Regions from separate parts of the Mus musculus genome. Here region 2 is linked to region 1. The links are chromatin contacts, called in public Hi-C maps. All regions are on one chromosome and are shown on one strand. The core of a region is the stretch at or near the end of the contact, and the rest is flanking DNA. Distances in the headings are between cores, read along the strand shown.

Region 1 (3,167 bases), core at 523-3,022:
AATACAGATGAAAAATACTTATGTTTTTGAATAATGTCCAAATTATTCTAAAATATTTCTAGATGCAGAAAAATATTATCATTTCAAAATAGTTATATCATAAATATCAATTAAATTTATTTCCTAAGGGATACAACAAAAACACAGAAGATCTCAATAAGATAATCACTATTTGTTCATTTGAAGCAGTATCATTCAACAAACCTTTTTTAAAATGCAACCTGAGACCAGTAATATATGTACCTCATATTCTCCATATTTGGAAAGGTGAAAAAATGGCTTGAATTCATGCCTGGTTGTTAAAATCATCTTACATTCTTACTAAGATGTCATTTTTTTATTTTAAGTTTTAAAAAAATGATATATGCTAATTAAAACTGCTCATTCTAATTGAGTTAATATATGCCATTTATCTTGCAGCAAGAACAAACCACTTAAACTTTTAATTAAGTAAGCACACAACTTAATTTACCCTCTTGCATATGAACATTCTCAGCTACCTCACTCTTTCTTCAATTCTTTGCCAGTAGCTCCCCACCCCATAGTGGAAAACAAACAACCCCCTCACCCATCCCCCCCCCCAGAAAAGGCACCTAATACTTCAAAACATTTAAAGAAAGGACACAACAGTTAAGTTATAATCTATTTGCTAATAGAAAGTGCTCGCTAATATAACTTGTGAAGAACTACAAATTTCAAAACAGTTACTGGCCACAAGCCTTAGCTTACAGTCCAAAGCACACATTAGTTAAGATGAGAAAGCACCAAGAACAGACCAAACACACACAAAAATAGCACAAGGTTTAAATTTCAGAATCAAAATTAACATCCTAATTTTGCAATTATTTTTAAGAATTGGTATGATTTCCTTAGACACCAATTCTAGCACAATTGGTCTCCCACTTAATCATCAGTTTGTCTATATAACATGGCACTAGTAGTGAAATGTGCTACTTGCTCCCTGTACGATATGGCTTCATGGGCTGTCAATTTTCCCCATTCATTCCCATTAAGAACTAAATCAACATTAATAAGAATAGTGAGAATTCTAGGGTAAAGTGAAACTTAGAAGAGGATTTAAATAATTCCAATAGCTATTCATTGCACTTCTCACTGTAATAGATAAGTAATACTCCATGATTCTGCACTAAAAATACTTAAGATTTCTTATCTTTGTTTTTCAGATCAGGTGTATGCTTCTTAAGTTTATATGACATCTACAAAAACGTAGAAATTTGCCTAACAGAAGCTTTTGCAATAATAAGGCAGACAACAAAGAATCAGTTTCCAAGAAAAGTTGGCTTGATTTCAGGGACTTTATATCCTTTTCCACACCTGGGCTAAGGATTTGCAGAGGCAAATCAGCCTTTCTTCCCTTGTGTTAGCCCACCCCAAGTGCATTTGAAACCACAGATTTTTAAATTATTAGAATCTTTACAATTAATTGTTTAAAACCTGTGAACTCTCAAGAGTAGAAAACTGATTAAAATAAGATAGGCTTGTTTAAATTTTGAAGGAATTTGAGTATTTTAAAGTGTGATTAATACTAATTTAGAGTGCAAATTGGTAGAAAGTTGGGGTTGTCATAATGTTATTACAATATTACTCGATAATTTTCTGATGTATAGTGTTATCGTGAAAGAATAAGGATTTTACTTCTTATAACTACTTGCAACTATCTCCATTTTAACCATCTCTAGAGGTTACTGACTCTCCTCACATAGAATATGTAAGTTGAAAAATCTGTAGCGAGCTTAAAACAAGAATGAAATCAAAACCAAAACCTAGTACCCAAAGGGAAACAGTCCCTTGTTGTAAAGCAGCAGGCTCAGAGCCGGATGAGCCAACACTTGCAGGAACACCAGCCTCACCACTAATTTCCTGACCACATGCTACTGAAAATATATTTGAAATTCTAACTATATCTTAGCAGTAGTCTAGAAATCAGTACTTTCAAAGGTTTATTTTGTTCAATTAATAGTTACAAGCGGTGCTAATTTCAGTCTTACTCACTTCATAGTTATCTGAGTAAAAAATACTGTAAAAGCTTTTAAAAATTCAAGACTTTCAAAGCATTAAGAATGTTTTACCTAGAAAATGAAAATAATTTATGCATTATTTATTGATGAGATGTTTTTAATCTACTCCTTTAAGCTGTGTGTGTGTGTGTGTGTGTGTGTGTGTGTGTGTGTGTGTGTCTGTGTGTCTGTGTGTTAGTGACTACAATTTATTTTGGGGCTTACTACTGAAAGAAGATTGCTAAAACTGATGATGGATAAATTTACAATTTAGAATCTAGAACATCAATAAGCTTCCACATTAAAAACAAAAATACTAGTATTAACACAGAACTACAAATTGTTTCAAAATTGTACACTTCTCTTAGTGCAATTAAACTGACTTACAGTAGCTTAGCAAGAAAAAGGCACTGAGTTGCCAGGCTGTCCACAGGAGCACCTTTCCTTCCTGAAACCACCCTCTGCACTGGATCCCACTGGGCCAAGGAAAAGCCAGGGAACTATGCTCAGCCAGTCGCTCCACAGCCGTCATCAAAGTTACACAAGATAAATAAAGCAGTCCATGTGGAACTGTCTACTCACAGTACAACAATTTTCACTAGACACAATATTTTTTTCTTAATAACAAGAATTTAGAAACATTTTAAATTAATTTTTAAAATTAAACAGGAAAGAAAAGCTATTACCAAGAAATACACAGGAATATGTCATTTAAAAGACGCTCCTCAAGCACTTTCCACAAGATATTTAGAAATGATAAGGAACAGATTTCAATGTTTTGAAGTCCTTGACACTTAAAATATATTTGATAATCTAAATAATATACCAGAGAACAGTTTCTGCCAACTGTGGCACGCAATGGCACATTTACAGAATTTTAAATATTTCTTTTAATAATTGATGTAGTCATTTTGAATCATTCTGCATAGGATATCAGGTGTGAGCAGATTGCATTAACATTGCTTAAACATTTCAACTTGTCAGTATGGCCAACTCGATTTCGGAAATATTTGCAGTATTTTCCCATCGAAACAGTAATAAAGGCAAAATAAATATATGCCACTACTTTATAATCACCGAACATTAATGAATATTTTATGTCTTTTTAAATCTCCCTGTTTAATTTAAAAGGGTGAAATTAAGTCTCCT
Region 2 (3,034 bases), core at 394-2,893, 180 kb before region 1:
GAAACAAAATAAGGTTTAAGAGAGACACTGAGAAGAAAATCACTGAATAGCCTTTGATAATGAAAAACAACAAGTGTATATGATATAGCTAGGTTAGGAGTACATTTTTTGTTAAGACTAAGCTCCACTTCAGGCTGTTGCACATTAACATCAGCCTACAGTTTCAGTACTCAAAGCCTTGGACAGGAAGTTCAAGGCATGTAGGCAGCAGGCCAATGAATCCCCTGCTTCTTTTCAACAGTAACATTTCAGTCTTGTGGGAAGAAGTGGTTACTGCTATAGAGAAAATCTAGTTTCTTTTAAAAAAAAAACATCCTTTCAGTGGCTGGAGAGATGGTTTGGCAGTTAAGGACACTGGCTGCTCTTCCTAAGGACAAGGGTTCAATTCCCAGCATTCATTTGGTGGTTCACTGATCCAATTTCCTTTCAGGCCCCAGTGGCACTGCATGCATGTGGTGCAGACATGAGCATGCAGGTAAAACAACCATACTCATAAAAAAAAAAATTAAATCTCAAATCCTGCCAAAATTAACTTTGAAAATTAAATTCCAGCTGGGTGTAGTGACTCACACCTTTAATCCTAGCACTTGAGAGGTGGAAGCAGGTGGATCTCTGTTTGAGTTCAAGGCCAGCCTGGTAATATAGAATGAGTTTCAGGAGAGAGAGAGCTACATAGTGAGTTCAAAGCTCACTATGATCTTGAAACCTTTGACAGTAGCTTCTTCACCAACATCTGGATGTGTGGCATAACATATGCAGGCATATTTATGTCTATCATAAATGAAGGAGAAGAGCTCAAAGCAGTAGTTGGGAGCGATGAGAGAAGGGAGGACTGATGACTACCACTTAATATTCACTCTAGCTTTCTGAGCTTATTACAGGTAAGAGGCAGGCTCTTCACCTTATCCAGAGAGGATATATAGCCTGGTAGTTAGCTAAAAATACACCATTGGTTTTGATTCTATTCTGCAAAACTGACTGGTAATGTGAAGGATTTGTACAATAAGCCCTAGCTAAACTCTTGATTCTGATATGTTAAATAAAGTCACTTCAGAATAAAAAAATTAAGATTTACTATGTATCTTAGTTGATAGAAGTTGAGAACTGAACAAGTCTCATTCCACATTTGATGTAAAGCGAGGACACTGGTCAATAGAGTAGTTTTTACTCTTTCTTTTTTTTTTTGGTTGTTCAAGACAGGGTTTTCTCCATGTAGTCCTGGCTGTTCTAGAACTCACTCTACAGACCAGAGTGGCTTTAAACTTGGTGATCACCCTGTCTCTGTCTCCTTGTTGCTGGGATTAAAGGCATTTGCCACAACCACTTAGCAGGCCTTGCTATTTCTAAAGAGAGGAAAATCAATACTTCAGTCATGAGATATATTTTTCCTAGAAAATGCTTCCTTAAATGAGGCCAAATCTGCCTCCTTTAACTTCCTTTATTAAAAGGCTTTTTAACCAATTCTCTAAGAATTACACATGATATATTTTTGATTATCTTCATTCCTCCCATTCCCCTTCCTGTCTGCCACCGCCTGCCCCCTTAAAGTCACCAAGTCCAGTCTGTGCTACCCACACACTCTTGGTTGTGTGGCCCACAGACTCTGCCTTTATCAGAGCAGCTTCATTTCTGCAGGAGATGGTGAGTACAGAGACCCTCAACTGGTGAAAGTGCACTTCCTCTTTCAACTCACTGGCCTGGGTCTGTGCACCAACTATTACAAGAAAGTCAGAATCTTTGTCATGGTAAGCCTTCAGAAGCTGAAGACAGTCTCGGTGTCTCCCAAGATCTTTCCTTTTCCAGAGAACATTTCCTCAAAATACACGATCTCCAGTCTCATTAGCCCTGGACACTAGATAGGCTCTTACCATTTTAGTCTCCTGTTTGAGCATGAAGCTTAAGAATTCTCTCAGGGTTAATCTATTTTAGTGAAGGCAGAGTTGAAAAGGACCATTTAGTTAGCTGGGTTTACACCTCTAAAAATGCAGCTATCTTTTCTGTTGACAGTCATAATACATTGCTAGTATATATTTACCTTAATTCAACATAGAGGTATGAACTTCTATATATTTTCATAAAAATCCATAAAATATTACTTTGTCCATAGTTTCAGTATTTACGTTGCTAATAAATTTGGTATATAGCAAAAGTTTAAATACACAGCCTGTCAGTTTCCTCCACGGAGATGATAGGCAAGATTTCCTGTGCACAAGCACTTAATCATCAGTGGATCTATCTGTATATTTCTACTCACCCCAGAATAGTATAAAATTATTTACTATCTTGCTATAATACATGCTATGACTATAAACATTCATCCTCAAAGTTAGTAAAACTATCAGATCACAGAGAAATCTTAGCTTAACATAATGCCCTCTTAGTGGAACTATAATTGTGTTGACTCTATCCCAATAATTAAGCTGTTAAGCACAATTCTTATCATACCCTGAGGTATACAAAGATGAAAGCCTGTTAGGCTAGTTATACATCTAGAAAGTAGTGACAGAAGAAAGACCTAAGATCTAATTTTTAACATAGGTTTCTGGAAATATCTGCTGGCCTGGGAAACCCAATCTCCATAAGCCAAGGAGGGAAACCAAGAAGGACTTGTGGGAATTTTACAGTAGCCCACACCACTCAGCTTTTCATAGCTTCCTTTTTCTGGCACCCATGAGCTGAAAGCATTCTTTGAGACAGGAAGGGAACTTACATCTCTCCTAGGAAAGGTGCTCAGTAACTTGAATTCATCCCATGGAAATCCCTTGGAAGCCACGAAATCAAAGACAATCTGGAGCTTATTGCTGGCCAGGAAACGCCGTTCCAGGAACTCGCCACTGGGGGTTCGAATCCGAAGCTTGCTAACAGGCTCAGCATTTTCTTCCTTCGGCTCTGGAGGAAGGGCTTGTTCTAAGGAGAGTCTGATGGCCTAGGAAGATAAAATTGGGCATTAAAAGTAGCATAGATGGACTTACGGAGAATGGGTGGGGAAGAAAGTAGAAAAAATAAAAAATTTAAGAATAATGAAGACACACGA

Evidence for each region. A called contact is a pair of places that touch in the nucleus more often than the background predicts.
Region 2: a contact with region 1 is called in a Hi-C map of the HPC-7 cell line, with 2.7 times the contacts expected there. The contact joins two enhancer-like sites. A contact is called at or near these places in 10 of 39 promoter capture datasets (3T3-L1-derived adipocytes, the C10 cell line, the HPC-7 cell line and 6 more), 2 of 15 datasets of contacts at CTCF or cohesin (the NIH/3T3 cell line and pro-B cells), 25 of 484 Hi-C or Micro-C datasets (CD4 T cells, CD8 T cells, the G1E-ER4 cell line and 13 more), 1 of 115 datasets of contacts at active chromatin or transcription factors (embryonic basal ganglia) and 1 of 9 other capture datasets (embryonic trunk).

The regions. Positions count from the first base shown.
Region 1 is chr4:109,759,371-109,762,537 of GRCm38.p6, reverse strand. All of the region lies in intron 7 of Faf1 (Fas-associated factor 1), which reads right to left. Among named protein-coding and RNA genes, the nearest start is that of Faf1, 84 kb to the right of the region's middle. Within about 2 kb of position 1,772, at least 53 of the 459 cell types and tissues checked have an H3K27ac peak or open chromatin away from gene starts, as enhancers often do. A contact at or near this core is called in the HPC-7 cell line, where this site is marked.
Region 2 is chr4:109,935,375-109,938,408 of GRCm38.p6, reverse strand. It overlaps Faf1 (Fas-associated factor 1), which reads right to left. Exons shown (of 19, transcript NM_007983.2): 18 at 2,711-2,926. Among named protein-coding and RNA genes, the nearest start is that of Dmrta2, 41 kb to the left of the region's middle. Within about 2 kb of position 1,643, at least 1 of the 459 cell types and tissues checked has an H3K27ac peak or open chromatin away from gene starts, as enhancers often do. A contact at or near this core is called in the HPC-7 cell line, where this site is marked.